Linked DNA regions of Sus scrofa: regions 2 and 3 are each linked to region 1. The links are chromatin contacts, called in public Hi-C maps. All regions are on one chromosome and are shown on one strand. Each heading gives the region's core, a stretch centred on a gene start, on an enhancer-like site or on the middle of the called end of the contact. The rest is flanking DNA. Distances are from core to core; before and after follow the strand shown.

Evidence for each region. A called contact is a pair of places that touch in the nucleus more often than the background predicts.
Region 2: a contact with region 1 is called in a Hi-C map of embryonic fibroblasts, with 3 times the contacts expected there. The contact joins the enhancer-like site here to the promoter of ZNF579 in region 1. A contact is called at or near these places in 20 of 47 Hi-C or Micro-C datasets (alveolar macrophages, brain, embryonic fibroblasts and 11 more) and 1 of 2 datasets of contacts at active chromatin or transcription factors (skeletal muscle).
Region 3: a contact with region 1 is called in a Hi-C map of mesenteric adipose tissue, with 1.9 times the contacts expected there. The contact joins the promoter of ZNF784 here to the promoter of ZNF579 in region 1. A contact is called at or near these places in 1 of 5 promoter capture datasets (liver), 16 of 47 Hi-C or Micro-C datasets (embryonic fibroblasts, epiblast stem cells, fetal skeletal muscle and 8 more) and 2 of 2 datasets of contacts at active chromatin or transcription factors (alveolar macrophages and skeletal muscle).

The regions. Positions count from the first base shown.
Region 1 is chr6:59,704,577-59,709,156 of Sscrofa11.1, forward strand. ZNF579 (zinc finger protein 579) reads right to left here and starts at 1,868. Exons shown (of 2, transcript XM_013998800.2): 1 at 1,761-1,868; 2 at 1-805. The coding sequence starts at 803.
Region 2 is chr6:59,661,222-59,665,801 of Sscrofa11.1, forward strand. All of the region lies in intron 13 of SSC5D (soluble scavenger receptor cysteine-rich domain-containing protein SSC5D), which reads left to right. Among named protein-coding and RNA genes, the nearest start is that of SSC5D, 22 kb to the left of the region's middle. Within about 2 kb of position 2,355, at least 44 of the 83 cell types and tissues checked have an H3K27ac peak or open chromatin away from gene starts, as enhancers often do. A contact at or near this core is called in alveolar macrophages, brain, embryonic fibroblasts and 4 more, where this site is marked.
Region 3 is chr6:59,739,270-59,743,849 of Sscrofa11.1, forward strand. ZNF784 (zinc finger protein 784) reads right to left here and starts at 2,096. Exons shown (of 2, transcript XM_003356071.4): 1 at 1,983-2,096; 2 at 1-607. The coding sequence starts at 2,060. ZNF581 (zinc finger protein 581) reads left to right here and starts at 2,143. Exons shown (of 5, transcript XM_021095062.1): 1 at 2,143-2,226; 2 at 3,344-3,417.

The sequences.
Region 1 (4,580 bases), core at 618-3,117:
CGCTTGGGGCGCGGCGGCGGCCCCCCTTCGCCCTCTTGTTCACCCTCGGGGCGCAGACACGGGTGCGCTTTGAGCTCGCCCTTGGTGGCGAAGGCTTCGCGGCAGCGGAGGCACAGCAGCGTCCAGTCGGCCTGGAGCAGAACCTGCTTCTCCTCCTGCCGCCCGGCTGCCAGAGCCAGCTCGGCCCTCAGCTCCGCTGCTCCGGCCTCGGCCTCCTCCTCCTCGGATTCGCGGGGCTCCACGCTCGTGGCCGCCGCCAGCGTGGCCGGCTCCGCCGTGGACCACGTCTCGGGCCGCGCCACCGCCGCCTCCTCCTCCGCGGCTCCCGCTGCAGCGGAGGTGGGCTGCTCGGCGCCCTTGCCCTGCGGGCCCCAGGCGGACTCGGCCGCCTCCTTGGCCGCCCTCTCCATGGCCAGCTCCACCCCGCCGCCCGCGTGCTCCTGGGCCAGGTGACGCCTGAGCTGGGCGGGCTCGGGGAAGGTGCGGGGGCAGGCGGCGCAGCGGAGCGGGGGCTGCGGCCCGTGGCCACGCAGGTGGCGTGAGAGGTGGGCAGGCCGGCGGAAGGCCTTGGGGCACAGGGGGCAGGCGTGGGGCCGCAGGCCCGAGTGGCTCAGCCTGTGCCGGGAGAGGTAGTAAGGGAAGCGGAAGAGGCGGCCACAGGTGGGGCAGGGCAGGGGTGCCCGAGGGGCTCCAGCGCCCCCCCTGCCACGGCCCCGGCCTCTACCACGGCCGCGGCCACGGCCTCGGCCCCGGCCCCGGTGAGGTGGGCTGCCCTGGGCTGGTGGAGGAGGCTGCGGATCCATGCCTGCAAAGAGAAAAGGGAGAGGTGGGGGGCGTGCAGAGACACAAGCAGCGACAGAGAGAGACGGAGATGCAGAGGGGGTCAGACACTTAGCCCCCGAGGGAGAGAGTGGCGGACGAAAAAGGCAGAGGGGAGAGGCAGAGACTGGCAGAAACAGAAAGACAGCAGAGTGAGAGGCAGAAAGCGGGAGAGAGTGACGGGGGGACACCCAGCAGAGACAGAGATGAAGAGAAAACAAAGAGATGTGGGCAGATATGGTGCAAACAGAGATCAGAGGGACCAGGGCAGGGCCGAGGGAGGGAGAGACGGGAACAGAGGGAACAAGGCAGAGAGAGACGCAGGAAGGGACAGGAGCAGACGAAGTCAGGGACCTGCTTTTTCTCCAGGGACCCCGCTGGAAGGGTTTGGGAGGGGCTGAGAACAAGCTGTTGGTGCCGGGACTGGAGAGGTGGGTGGGATTCAAAATCAGGAGGCCCCGGAAATGGAGTGTGGGTGCCCAGATGCCAGGGGCTGGGAGAGGCCAGGAGTGGGGAGGGGGCTGGGGGCCCGGATTCCCGGGCTGAGGTTGGGGCCTGGGGGCAGGGAGGGTTGGGAGATGACTGGGAGTCAGCACCATGGCTTCGGTAGGTGCAGGGTAGGGATTCCTGGGTCCCAGCCGGGAGAGGGCTGGAGGAGGGGGCTGGGCCCTTGAGACAAGGGACAGGAGGGGCCTGGGGGTCCCCGCTGCTCCAAATGTCCAGGGAGAAGGAGGCTAAGGGCCAGGCCCTGGACCCCCCAGGAAGGCTGCTGGGCATCTGGAGCCCTAGGTCCCGGGGGTGGGGGGGGCAATCTCCCCACTGGGCCCAGCCTGCAGCTCCCCGCAGGCATGATCAGCATAATTGGGGCCACCATCGAGGCCTCGCAGATTTCTGACCCCAGGACCTGGGGTTCGCCCCGATGGCTGGCACCCCATTCTTACCTCCGCCTCCTTTGCTCCTTTCTTCCTTCCCCGCGGCTGGCCGAGCCCAGACGGTGGTGGCGGGGAGGGAGGGCCCCGTGCGGGGTGGGGGGTGGAGGAGGCTGGGCTCGGTGTCACCGCCTAAGTGGTCCCCCCGGAAACCCGGCCTTTCATCAGAGCCTGAGAGAGGAAAGACTGGCTGGGAAGCCGGAAGAGGGTGGACGCGGGGACCCAGGGGGCGGAGGAGGAGGGCAGCTTGGACTCCAAAGTCCCATGAGGGGAGGGGACTGACGGCCTGTCCTCTCGTCTCGGGGAGGGAGGAGGGGACTGGGGGCCCGGGAGGCTGGGTCCTGCCCCCCTTCCCTCCCAAACAGACACACACATTCATTCATTCCTTCAACAAATACACATTTATCAGGTCCTGTCTGTGCCAGGCACTGTGCTGGGTCAGGGAGGGTGGCCAGGAAAGGAGATGAATGAGGCAGTGACGCACGCTTCAGGGAGAGTACTGGGAATCTGGACCAGATCCTGGCTCCAGCCTCCCCGTGGCTGCCTGAGCACGTCCCCATCTCTGTGCCTCCGTCGCCCCCTCTGCCATAGACCTTGCATGTACTCACTTGACTCTAGGAGACCAGTTCCTCACGCTGCTACATTATTCACTCAATCCTAAACCACCAGTATTTACTGAGTACCTACTATGGGCTAGCTCTGTCCTTGGTGCTGGAGCTGCCGAGGCAAAGACAGAGGCCCTTGGACCCTGTCCTCAGGGAGCTCACAGTCTGATGAAGGAGGCAGAGAGACACAGACCCAGTTACCCTTCTGGACAGTGAGTTCTAAAGCAGTGATCAGGATGCGGTGGGATTGCGGGGAGGAGAGAAGGCAGATGAAGAGCGATTCCTTGAAAGCTTCCTGAACACAGGATGTTTTGGCAGAAGCCTGCAGGAGGAACGCCAAGGGTGAGGAATGGGGGAAGCAATGGAAATGGGAGAGAAATGTCCCCGCATGGCCATATCTCAAATCCCAATGTGCAGCAGCAGAGGCTTGCCTGCTGCAGGAGTATACCTGCAGCTTAATGCTCATCATTCACGTGAACTCCATGCTAAACGTTGTTGACCAGAATATGGGAAAGAGGAGTTCCCGTCGTGGCGCAGTGGTTAACGAATCCGACTAGGAACCATGAGGTTGCGGGTTTGATCCCTGGCCTCGCTCAGTGGGTTAAGGATCCGTCGTGGGCTGTGAGCTGTGGTGTAGGTTGCAGACGCAGCTCGGATCCCGCGTTGCTGTGGCTGTGGTGTAGGCGGGCGGCTACAGCTCCGATTAGACCCCTAGCCTGGGAACCTCCATATGCTGCAGAAGCAGCCCTAGAAAAGGCAAAAAGACAAAAAAGAAAAAAAAGGGAGAGAGAAAGAAGAAGAAGAATATGGGAAAGAAGTTTTCATACATGGCTGGGCAGGGAGTAAAAGCTGGAACAGTTTTAATGAGTGAGCAATTCTGGAACTTATCCTTTGGCTAGATCTACTCATAAACATGCCCCAGACGGTACCAGTCAATCGCTGCAGTATTGTGCTTCCCTGCAAACGACAGGAAACTCACTAACTGGCCATCGGTCAGGGATTTGAGTGATTAATCTACCCAGCAGAATGACATGTATCCATAAAAAAGAATGAAGACGTCCTCTGTGTCAAAATATGGAAAAGCTCCAAGTGATAATTTGAATGGGAGGAGAAACAGAAGGAGCACAGCCTCAAGTCTGCTCTATCTGTGCTTATCCGAGGGTTGTGTCTGGGAGAACTGGGAGGAGAGGGAAGAAACTGGCAACATTGTCTACCTCTTAGGACTGAAACTTACTACACTCTGTCCCTCGGTGCTTTTGGAATCTGAAGCCCTGGGAGTATGTTCTGTACCCAACTAAGTAAAGGAAAACAAACAAGGGATAATAGAAATAAATAAAATGAAAGTATATGATAGCTTCCTCTTGTACTCTATAAATACAAAAACATTTTTTCCTCCTTACATTAAGGAGTAGTAACACGATTCTCCCATTTCGCAGGGCAGGAAAGTGAGATACTGAGAGTTTCCAAGTAGGGAGTCTAAGTTTTTGCATTTCACAAAGAAATGGGAGAAATGATAGCGGGTCAGGAGCATGATGTTGAAAGGCACCTGGTCAGCGTTCCCATCGTGGCTCAGTGGAAACGACTCTGACTGGCATCCATGAGGATGCGGGATCGATCCCTGGCCACGCTCAGTGTATTAAGGATCTGGTGCTGCTGCGAACTGTGGAGTAGATCGGAGACGTGGCTGTGGCTGTGGCTTTGACCCCCTTGCCTGGGAACCTCCATGTGCTGTGGATATGGCCCTACGAAGCAAAATAAATAAATAAATAATTTTTAAAAAGCACCTGGTGGGGGGGTTTCCCGTTATGGCTCAGTGGTTAGCGAATCCGACTGGGAACCATGATGTTGTGGGTTCGACCCCTGGCCTTGCTCAGTGGGTTATAAGATCCAGCGTTGCTGTGAGCTGTGGTGTAGGTTGCAGATGCGGCTCGGATCCCGCGTTGCTGTGGCCGTGGCGTAGGCGGGTGGCTACAGCTCCGATTAGACCCCTAGCCTGGGAACCACCATACGCCGAGGGAGCGGCCCAAGAAATGGCAAAAAGAAAAAAAAAAAAAAAAGCACCTGGTCCATAATACTGTATTTTTAAGGGTTTATACATATGGAGCAAAAGTCTAAACACATCCATGGAAACAATAAACACCACATTTGGGGGTAAGAGTTACCTTGGAAAAGGGAGGGGCAAGCAGCTCTTGGGGGGGAAGGGCTATGCCAGGAGTCAGGCTTATCT
Region 2 (4,580 bases), core at 1,105-3,604, 43 kb before region 1:
GAGAAACTGCAGTGGTTACGCCTGATGGAATTCTGTGCAGTAGCTAAATGACTAGCTGTATCCACAGCAACACAGATGGGTATTAAGAGCATAGTAGTGAAATCAGAATGAGATTTCCAGCCGAATGTTGGTTGCAGAAATTAAAAGCACAAACACAAAACTACACCCAAGTGTTCCATCTTGTGTAAGGACACACACCTGTGGTGAAGGCCGTGTGTCAGTCACAGCGGAGTGGAGGTACCTACGAGAGAGGATGAGGGGGGTGGAGACTGGGGGTAAAGAGGGAGAAAACTGCAGGGACTATTGATGACAGTATACGGGCGGGTATGATTAGGTCAGCGCTCTGCGCCGCGGGTCTGAAAAATCAAACATCAACACCCCTCCGGGTGTCCGAGCCCCGGTACTAGCTAAAGAAGGCGAGATTCTTGAAATAATAACTAGGAACAGTTAACATTTATACAAACGATATTTGTCAAGCCCTATTCTAAGCATTTTGTGGAGTTCCCTGGTGGCTCAGTGGGTTAAGGTGGCTTTGTGGCTCCGGTGTTGTCACCTCAGCAGCTTGGGTTGCTGCTGTGGCATGGGTTGGATCCCTGGCCCGGAAGCTTCTGCATGCCACAGGCACACCCCCGTAAAAAAAAAAAAAAGAAAAAAATTGGATGTACTACTCTTGAATATATTTGCATATGTTAATCCCCATAGCAGCCAGTGAGCCTCATAATGAGAATAGTCATGAGAATGCTTAGTATGTGCTGGGCATTATGGTACGTGCCCTGCACACACACTCTCCCTGAATTCTCATGATTATAATGGGACGTCTGTGTGTCATCCATGGTTTATAGAAACATGGGAAAAAACTGGGCTTCAAGGCAGTTAGGTAACCTGCCCACGGTGACCCAGCTAAGAAGTAGTGGAGCTGGCATCCTGGCTGGAAGCCTAGCCCTTTGCTCAGTGACCTCTGCAGACAGCAAGGCGATGGGGGGTTGCACCTCAGAGACCCTACAGAGAAGTGGGATTCTCTGGAGCTGTGCCGTTCTGTATGGTAGCTACCAACCCCAGTGGCTCTTTAAGCGAGTCAGTAATTTGAAAAAGAAAACATTCCGTTCCTTTGTTGAATGAGCTGCCTTTCAAGTGCTCAGAAGGCACAGGCGACCAGTGGCAACCATAGTGGACAGCAGAGAACATTTCCATCGCTGAGAAAGGGCCACTTCATGGCCTAGACTCTGGATATAAAGAACTTGGGTTCAGATCTCGTCCCCGCACCTTTCAAACTGTGTCTGTATGACCTTGGGCAAGTGACTTGCCCTCTTGACCTGGCTTCCCTCATCTGTAAAAAGAGGTTAAGATTCACATCGGAGTTCCTGTCGTGGCGCAGTGGTTAACGAATCCGACTAGGAACCATGGGGTTGCGGGTTTGGTCCCTGCCCTTGCTCAGTGGGTTAACGATCCGGCGTTGTCGTGAGCTGTGGTGTAGGTTGCAGGCACGGCTCGGATCCTGTGTTGCTGTGGCTCTGGCGTAGGCCGGTGGCTGCAGCTCCGATTCGACCCCTAGCCTGGGAACCTCCATATGCTGCGGGAGCGGCCCAAGAAATAGCAAAAAAAAAAAAAAAAAAAAAGATTCACATCTACCTGGAAGCAGGGCCCGGAAGAGGTTTCTCACTCAACTCAGGCTTAAAATTTAGGGACATTCCAAACCCGTAATAGTAACCAAGATAAAATCTTAATACTATAGGTTAAAAAGTAAAAATGAATGCAAAATCAATCCACGATGCATTAAATATGCAATTTAAACGGAAGGCAGGATCTGACCTGGATCCCCAGGATCTGACAGAGCTGGTTTTAGGAGGAGTTCGGTCAGGTGGGTCCGATCCTGTCTTGGATTAAAATTTTGACTTGTTCACTGTCAATCTTTTGCATTAATATTGATTGGTTTAAAATATAGCACAAAAAGATTAGGCTTGATTGCTGAGATTACCCTTCCAACCCTCCTGGATTCCGCCTGAGGCTTCTGCTTCTTCCAGCATCTCCCACGCCCTGCCCCCCATCTTTATCTCCCTTCGTCCCATTTCTGCCCTTCGACCCCGTCCTGCATCCCAGGTACCCCTCGACGTCCCCCACATTACCCATGCTCTCTAGTGCATCCTACTACACCCCATCCCCCCGCCCCCGTTTCCACCCCCTCCAGCATCTCAGGGTACCCCTCCACAGCCCCCTCTCCCCTGCCCGCCCATCTCTGCATCCGCCCCCAGAGGACGCCAGGTGGCGCCTGGAGACATCAGAGGATGCTGAGAGGTGGGGCACTAGGGCCGGGTGAAGTCTGCTGGCGACCCGTGATGTCCCGAGGCTCTGTCGCTTCCCATTGGCTGTCCCATACCTAGGGGGCGGGGCGGGTCCCGGGATGGGCGGGGCAGACTGACCTCGGCCATCCATCTTTCCTCCAGGTTCTGCGAGGAAACCATTGCCAGAGCGCCGGCTGCTGCGGCCTACAGCGGCCAGGACAGCGCCCCCCGTCCCTTCCCCAGCTCCCTCTACCTCGCCAGAGCCCCCAGGCCCTCTGCCGACCTCTGACTCCCCGCCGCAGCTCATCCCCACAGCAGCTTCAACCCCCGAGGTGACCTCTGACCCTCCCGACACTTTGCCCCCCAGCCCAGACCCGGCCTCCTCGATGAACTCTCACCGCGCCCTGACCACCCCTGGCCTCGACTTCTCCACTCACGCTGCCACCGTGGTTCCAGCACTGACCCCTGGGCTGTCACCCTCCATGCCCAAAGAACTGACCTCTGACCCCACTGCACCTGCGGTGGTGACTCGCCTTTCCTCTACCTCAGAGCGGACACAGCCAGAATCTGACACAGACCCAGGCTGGGACACAACTCCATACCCCAGCACAGTCCCAGAACTCTCTAGTTCCCCAGGCCCCCCCACAAGCCCTCACCCCACTGTTACAACCTCTCACCCCGCTACCACCCTTCACCCCACCACGACCTTTCACCCCACTGCCACTCCTCAGCAGACCTTTACCCCTTACCTTACTACGACCCCTCGTCCCACCACCACTGCCCAGCCCACCACGACCCCTCGTCCCACCACCACTGCCCAGCCCACCACGACCCCTCGTCCCACCACCACTGCCCAGCCCACCACGACCCCTCGTCCCACCACCACTGCCCAGCCCACCACGACCCCTCGTCCCACCACCACTGCCCAGCCCACCACGACCCCTCGGCCCACCACCACTGCCCAGCCCACCACGACCCCTCGTCCCACCACCACTGCCCAGCCCACCATGACCCCTTACCCAGTCACAACCTCTTACCCAGCCACGACCCCTCACCTCACCACCACGACTCCCAACCCCACCACAACTCCTTTGATCACTTCTCAGTCCCTGCTAACTTCCTTGGGAACAGAACCTCCCTCTTCCTCTCCAGCACCAGCAGTCGAGCCCACCTTTGCAGGGGCTCCCCACCCCTCTGGATCCCAGACGTGGAGCCCAGAGCCCTCTCCAGTCCCAAGCACACCATCCACTGAGAACCTCACACCACCCGGAAGCCAGAGCCCCAAACTAACCTCTCCATCTACTCAGGATCCATACTCAGTCCCCGACCCCCGTGTGACCCCTGACCTCCACCTGCCCCATATGGCCCACCCCTTGGATCAACCTCCTCCCGACCGCCTCACCCCGGGGCCAACTCCCGTTCAGAGCCCAGGCCCCTTTGGCCCATGCGAGGCCCCAGCTCCACCAGTAAGGGTCATGGCTTGTGAGCCGCCTGCCCTGGTCGAGCTGGTGGCCGCTGTGAGGGATGTGAGCGGCCAGCTGCAGAGGCTGACCCAGGCCCTGGAGCGTGACCAGCAGGAGCGCCAAGCCCTGGGCCTGGGGTTGACCCAGCTGGTGGAGGCCGCCCAGGGACTGGGGCAGCTGGGTGAGGTGGTAAAGAGACTGGCGGAGGTGGCCTGGCCCCCCAGCACCTCTGCACCCATCACTACCACCCTGGAGGAGGAAGAGCGGCCTCTGCGGGGAGATGTGTGACCTTATCTGGGGTCCAAGGGATTTAAGACACTCCCCATCCAAAAAAGGAAAACCAAAGTATCTAATTAAAAACAAAATGGGAATGCTGCTTCTCAGGGACTAGGGGCTGTTGCCTCACAAGATCGTTCCATCCGTGGCTGCCACAGGCACCGTGCGAGGTGGTGGTGATGCGCCGGACGGTGACTGATGGTGAGTGGGAGGGTGGTGACGGCTCCGATCACTGTGGTGACAGCCATGGCGGTGAAGGTGCCCAGGATGTAATGCTGAGGATGAAGCTCACAATGGCGACTCGCAGTGGCCGTGATGGTGGAGGTGATGGTGGTGATGGCGGTGAAGATGACGGGGTGGTGATGGTACTTATCATGGTGATGGTGGTGCTGGAGGAGTTGATGGTGATGGTCCTCAAGAGGGGGCTGAGGATGCTCGTGATGTTGGGGAGATGACACTGATGGACATGGTGATGGTGGTGATGGAGGAGTTGGTGGTGATGGTCCCGAAGATCCTGGCGATGACTCTGTGACGCTGAAGACATCGATGGACGTGGTGATGG
Region 3 (4,580 bases), core at 846-3,345, 35 kb after region 1:
ACACGCCGCAGTGGTAGGGCCGCTCGCCCGTGTGCACCCGCTCGTGGTCGCGCATGTCTGAGGAGCGGCGGAAGGGCTTGGCGCAGAACCTGCAGGCGAAAGGCTTCCCCACCGCCGCGCCTGCCGCCGCCGCGGCCATCACCACCTCCGACCTCTCCTGCGCCAGGCCGGGCCGCTGTTCCCGAGCCGCCGCCGCCTCTGGAGGCCGTTGCGAGGTCCCCGGCTCCACCCCGTGTCGGTGCTGGTGCCGCAGCAGAGGCGCCAGGGCCTTGAAGGCCCGGGGGCAGAGCGGGCAGCGGTAGGGCCGCTCTCCCGTGTGCAGGCTGTAGTGGGCACGGAGGCTGGCGGGCCCTGGACAGCTGCGGCCACAGACGTGACACCGGCTCGGGTCCCCACCCTGCCCGCCGCCCTCAGCTCCCGCCAAGTGGCCATGTTCGTGGAACAGCAGCTCGGAGACCAGCCGGAAGACAGCTGGGCACAAGGCACAGTGGAGAGAACCTGGCTCTGGGGGCTCAGGTACCAGCGTGGTGTCGGTCACCTTCACCACCTGGATCTCGACGAGGTCGCTCGGGGGGGTGGCCGGGCGGCCATCATCAGGCACCAGGACCTGGGTGAGGGGGAGAAGAAACAGAGGAGCCTGTGGCCTCTGCCTCAAGGCCTCCCCACCTGATTATTAAAACACCTCCCTTTTGTAGCATGCTGGATCCCTCGATTTCTAGATTCAGCTCTCCGCTGCTTCCCCGGCCCGGGATTCTGTTACGTGCCTTTGAAGACTTCCCCTCCCGTCTGAAATGGTCCACAGATCCAGCCATCTCTCTCCTCCATCCCAGTGAAAAGCCAATTACCTCACTGCACCTTTTTTTTTTTTTTTTTTTTTTTTGAGGGGGCCTCCCTCGCAGCAGGCCTATGATCCTGGGCCAGGGATTGAACCCGTGCCACAGCAGCGACCCAAGGTGCCACAGCAGCGACCCAAGGTGCCACAGCAGCAACGCAAGCTGCCACAGCACCAACGTGGAATCCTCGGGCCACTGGGGAACTTCATAAGGCAAACATTCTTTGCCAAGTGTCCTGAACCTCTGACTGCCTCTGGTCCTCTGCCTGGCTCCCTCATAACCCATTTTCCCAAAGCAGCCTTAATGACCTTTTGAAAACGGGAACAGATGGAAGTCATTTTCCCATTCGCAACCCTCCCATGACACCCACTGCACTTAAAATCCAAAGCCTTAATTCATATCCATCACGATCTGCCTCCCGCTTATCTCTCTGGCCCCAGTGTAAATATAAGCCGGCACACAGCTGACTTCTCTCTCGACTAAATTTAGCTCCCCTCCGCGCCGCTCTATCAGCTCACTCTTTATCGAACATAACACAATAAGACTTCTTTATTGTCTCTCTCCTCTTCTGGGCTGCAAGCTCCAAGAGGATAGTTTATTTGCCGCCTTCACCTCTCCATCTGTCTAGCCCAAGTGGGAGCACAGTAAATGTCTGCTGAATGAAAGACTGTCCTCAGATACGCTCTCAGCCTGAGTGGGGTCCAAAGGCAGCTGGAGCAGGCACTTCTGCCCCCAAATCCTCTCTTGGGTAGCACTTAGACTCTTGCAGAATCATCCCCCTACCCCGAAGTGGGTGACCCAACCATAACCCCACACCCTTCTCTTCCAGGGTCACCTTCCCAACCTTCCACCCAGGTTCCGGAACCCTAAAATTCATGAGGTCCCGCCCTCTGAAGGCTCCGCCCCCTCATTAGACAAACTCAATCCCTCGGACTCCTCGCTCGGGTGGATCCCTCTCCAGTTCTGACTTGGCCCGCCCACCCTCCTCCTCCGGCCACGCCCCTCCAACCTCACACCGCCCCCACGAGAAGCCCCGCCCCCAGGGCCATAGCCCTAAATACCTCCCCCGCCCAGCTCTAAGCCCCACCCCCACCCCTGCGACCTCCTGCCGCCTAGAGCCCCCGCGCCGGGGCCCTTCCTCGCCCGCACCAGGTCCGGAGGTTCCGGGGATCGCGGCTCCGGGCCCGCTGAGCTCAGACTCGGCGACTCCGGGCGCGCGGCAGCCATCTTGTCCCCAGGCCCCGCCCCCAATGCCAGAGGTCAATCCGGAGGGGGTGGGGCCTAGGCTGGCGTCGGGGCCCCGCGCAGGCGGCCTGGAGGAGGGGCGGGGCTTCCCGGGAGCTGGCTCTCTCCATCCCCAGGGAGAAAGTGGTGAATTTCTTCCTAATTGCCTGTCAGTGCCCCCAAGAGACAGCCTGCGTGGGGCGCTGGGGTGGCTCTGAGCTAATTCTTTTGTGTACGTGTCTTTTTAGGGCGAACCCGCAGCGTATAGAGGTTCCCAGACTAGGAATCGAATCGCAACTGCACCTGCCGGCCTGCACCACAGCCACAGCAACGCTGGATCCTTAACCCCCTGAGCGGAACCACGGATCCCTCCTGATTTTGTCGGGTTCGTTTGTGCCAGGCCACGACGGGAACTCTCCTGTGAGCTAATTCTAATTTCTTTTTTTTTTTTTTTTTTTTGGTCTTTTTGCTATTTCTTGGGCCGCTCCCACGGCATATGGAGGTTCCCAGGCCAGGGGTCTAATCGGAGCTGTAGCCACAGGCCTACGCCAGAGCCACAGCAACGCGGGATCCGAGCCGCGTCTGCAACCTACACCACAGCTCACGGCAACGCCGGATCGTTAACCCACTGAGCAAGGGCAGGGACCGAACCTGCAACCTCATGGTTCCTAGTCGGATTCGCTAACCACTGCGCCACGACGGGAACTCCCTAATTTCTCTTTTTAATCTCCATGAGTAGGCTCTGGCGGTCACTTGACACCAGAATTGAACAACCTTTGTTGTGTTCACACTACACGTTTTTGTGGTCACCTACTCCCTGGTTCGAGATAACTCAGTGAGGCAAAGGTTACAAATGTAAGGACTTTTAAGTCCCTTTGCAAAAATATACTGAACCGACTGCCACACTAGTGGTACTGGGATTCATTAGCAAGTATCCACAGGTTGTGTGAAGTTTGGGAAATGCGCCTTTGAAGGCAAGAGCCCAAGGGCAGGGGTTTTCGGCAGTTACAAGGACAGGGCTGAGGGCTCAGCTGTCCAGTTACTCGTTCCTTGGCCCGGCTGTGTGACCTTGGAGAGGTCATCGCGCTACTTCTGACCATGCCTGCATTTATGCATACATCTGTAGAGGGTTGCGAAACCCACTAAAACAGAGAGATGCGAGATCGCTGGAACACTCTTAAATTGTTTTCCTGGAAGGGCAGGGTGGATGACTGAACGTGACGATCATGCGCAAATTCGGTTCTCCCTCTTTAGGGAACATGATAGGGTTGTATTTTCCTTTGCAGTTAGACGTGGCCACGTGGTTTTCTTTGCCCAGTGAAATGACAGTGGAAGCGGTAGGTGTCCACTTCAGCACAAGGTAAGAGTCTGCTGAAATGTTCACCGCTTTTTGTTCCTGCTTGGGAATCTGTTTCCATTAGACGAAATTCCAGGGTGTGTGACCAGAACCTGGTGCAAGTCTTCCTCGGATAGATAGCATTTAAAATACTCATTTGGGGAGTTCTCTTCGTGGCTCAGTGGTTAACAACCTGACTAGGATCCATGAGGATGCATGTCTGATCCCTGGCTTTGTGCAGTGGGTTAAGGATCCGGCGTTGCCGTGAGCTGTGGTGTAGGTTGCAGACGTGGCTCAGATCCCGCGTTGCTGTGGCTCTGGCGTAGGCCGGCAGCTACAGCTGCGATTCACCCCCTAGCCTGGGAACCTCCATATGCCGTGGGAGCAAAAAAAAAAAAAAAAAAACAAAAGAAAAGAAAAATTCAGAAGTATATAAATAGCTCCCTGTACTCCTTAATGAACTTAAACCATACAACTTTACAGATGCAATCTCAGCCATCTGTGTAACATCCCCTTCTCTTGCCTCCTTCCCCTTATGAGATTTTGCATTTCCTTTCTTACTTTCTTTCTTTTTTTTTTTTTGTCTTTTTTTGCTATTTCTTGGGCCGCTCCCGAGGCATATGGAGGTTCCTAGGCTAGGGGTTGAATCGGAGCTGCAGCCATCGGCCTACGCCAGAGCCACAGCAACGCTGGATCCGAGCCGCGTCTGCGACCTACAGCACAGACCACAGCAATGCCGGATCGTTAACCCACTGAGCAAGGGCAGGGACCGAACCCGAAACCTCATGGTTCCTAGTCGGATTTGTTAACCACTGCGCCACGACGGGAACTCCCGAGATTTTGCATTTTCTGTTTATCATTCCCACACATGTCTTCTTTGGTTTGCTCCGTACATGAAATGATGCCATATTGTTCTGCTTATGCTAACACTTTTGGGATAAATGATATCACTTCAGGGGAGTTCCTGTCGTGACGCCGTGGTTAACGAATCCGACGAGGAACCACGAGGTTGTGGGTTCGATCCCTGGCCTTGCTCAGTGGGGTAAGGATCCGGCGTTGCCGTGAGCTGTGGTGCAGGTCGAAGACGCGGCTCGGATCCCGCATTGCTGTGGCTCTGGCATAGGCCGGCGGCTGCAGCTCCGATTCGACTCCTAGCCTGTAACCTCCATATGCCGCAGGATCGACTC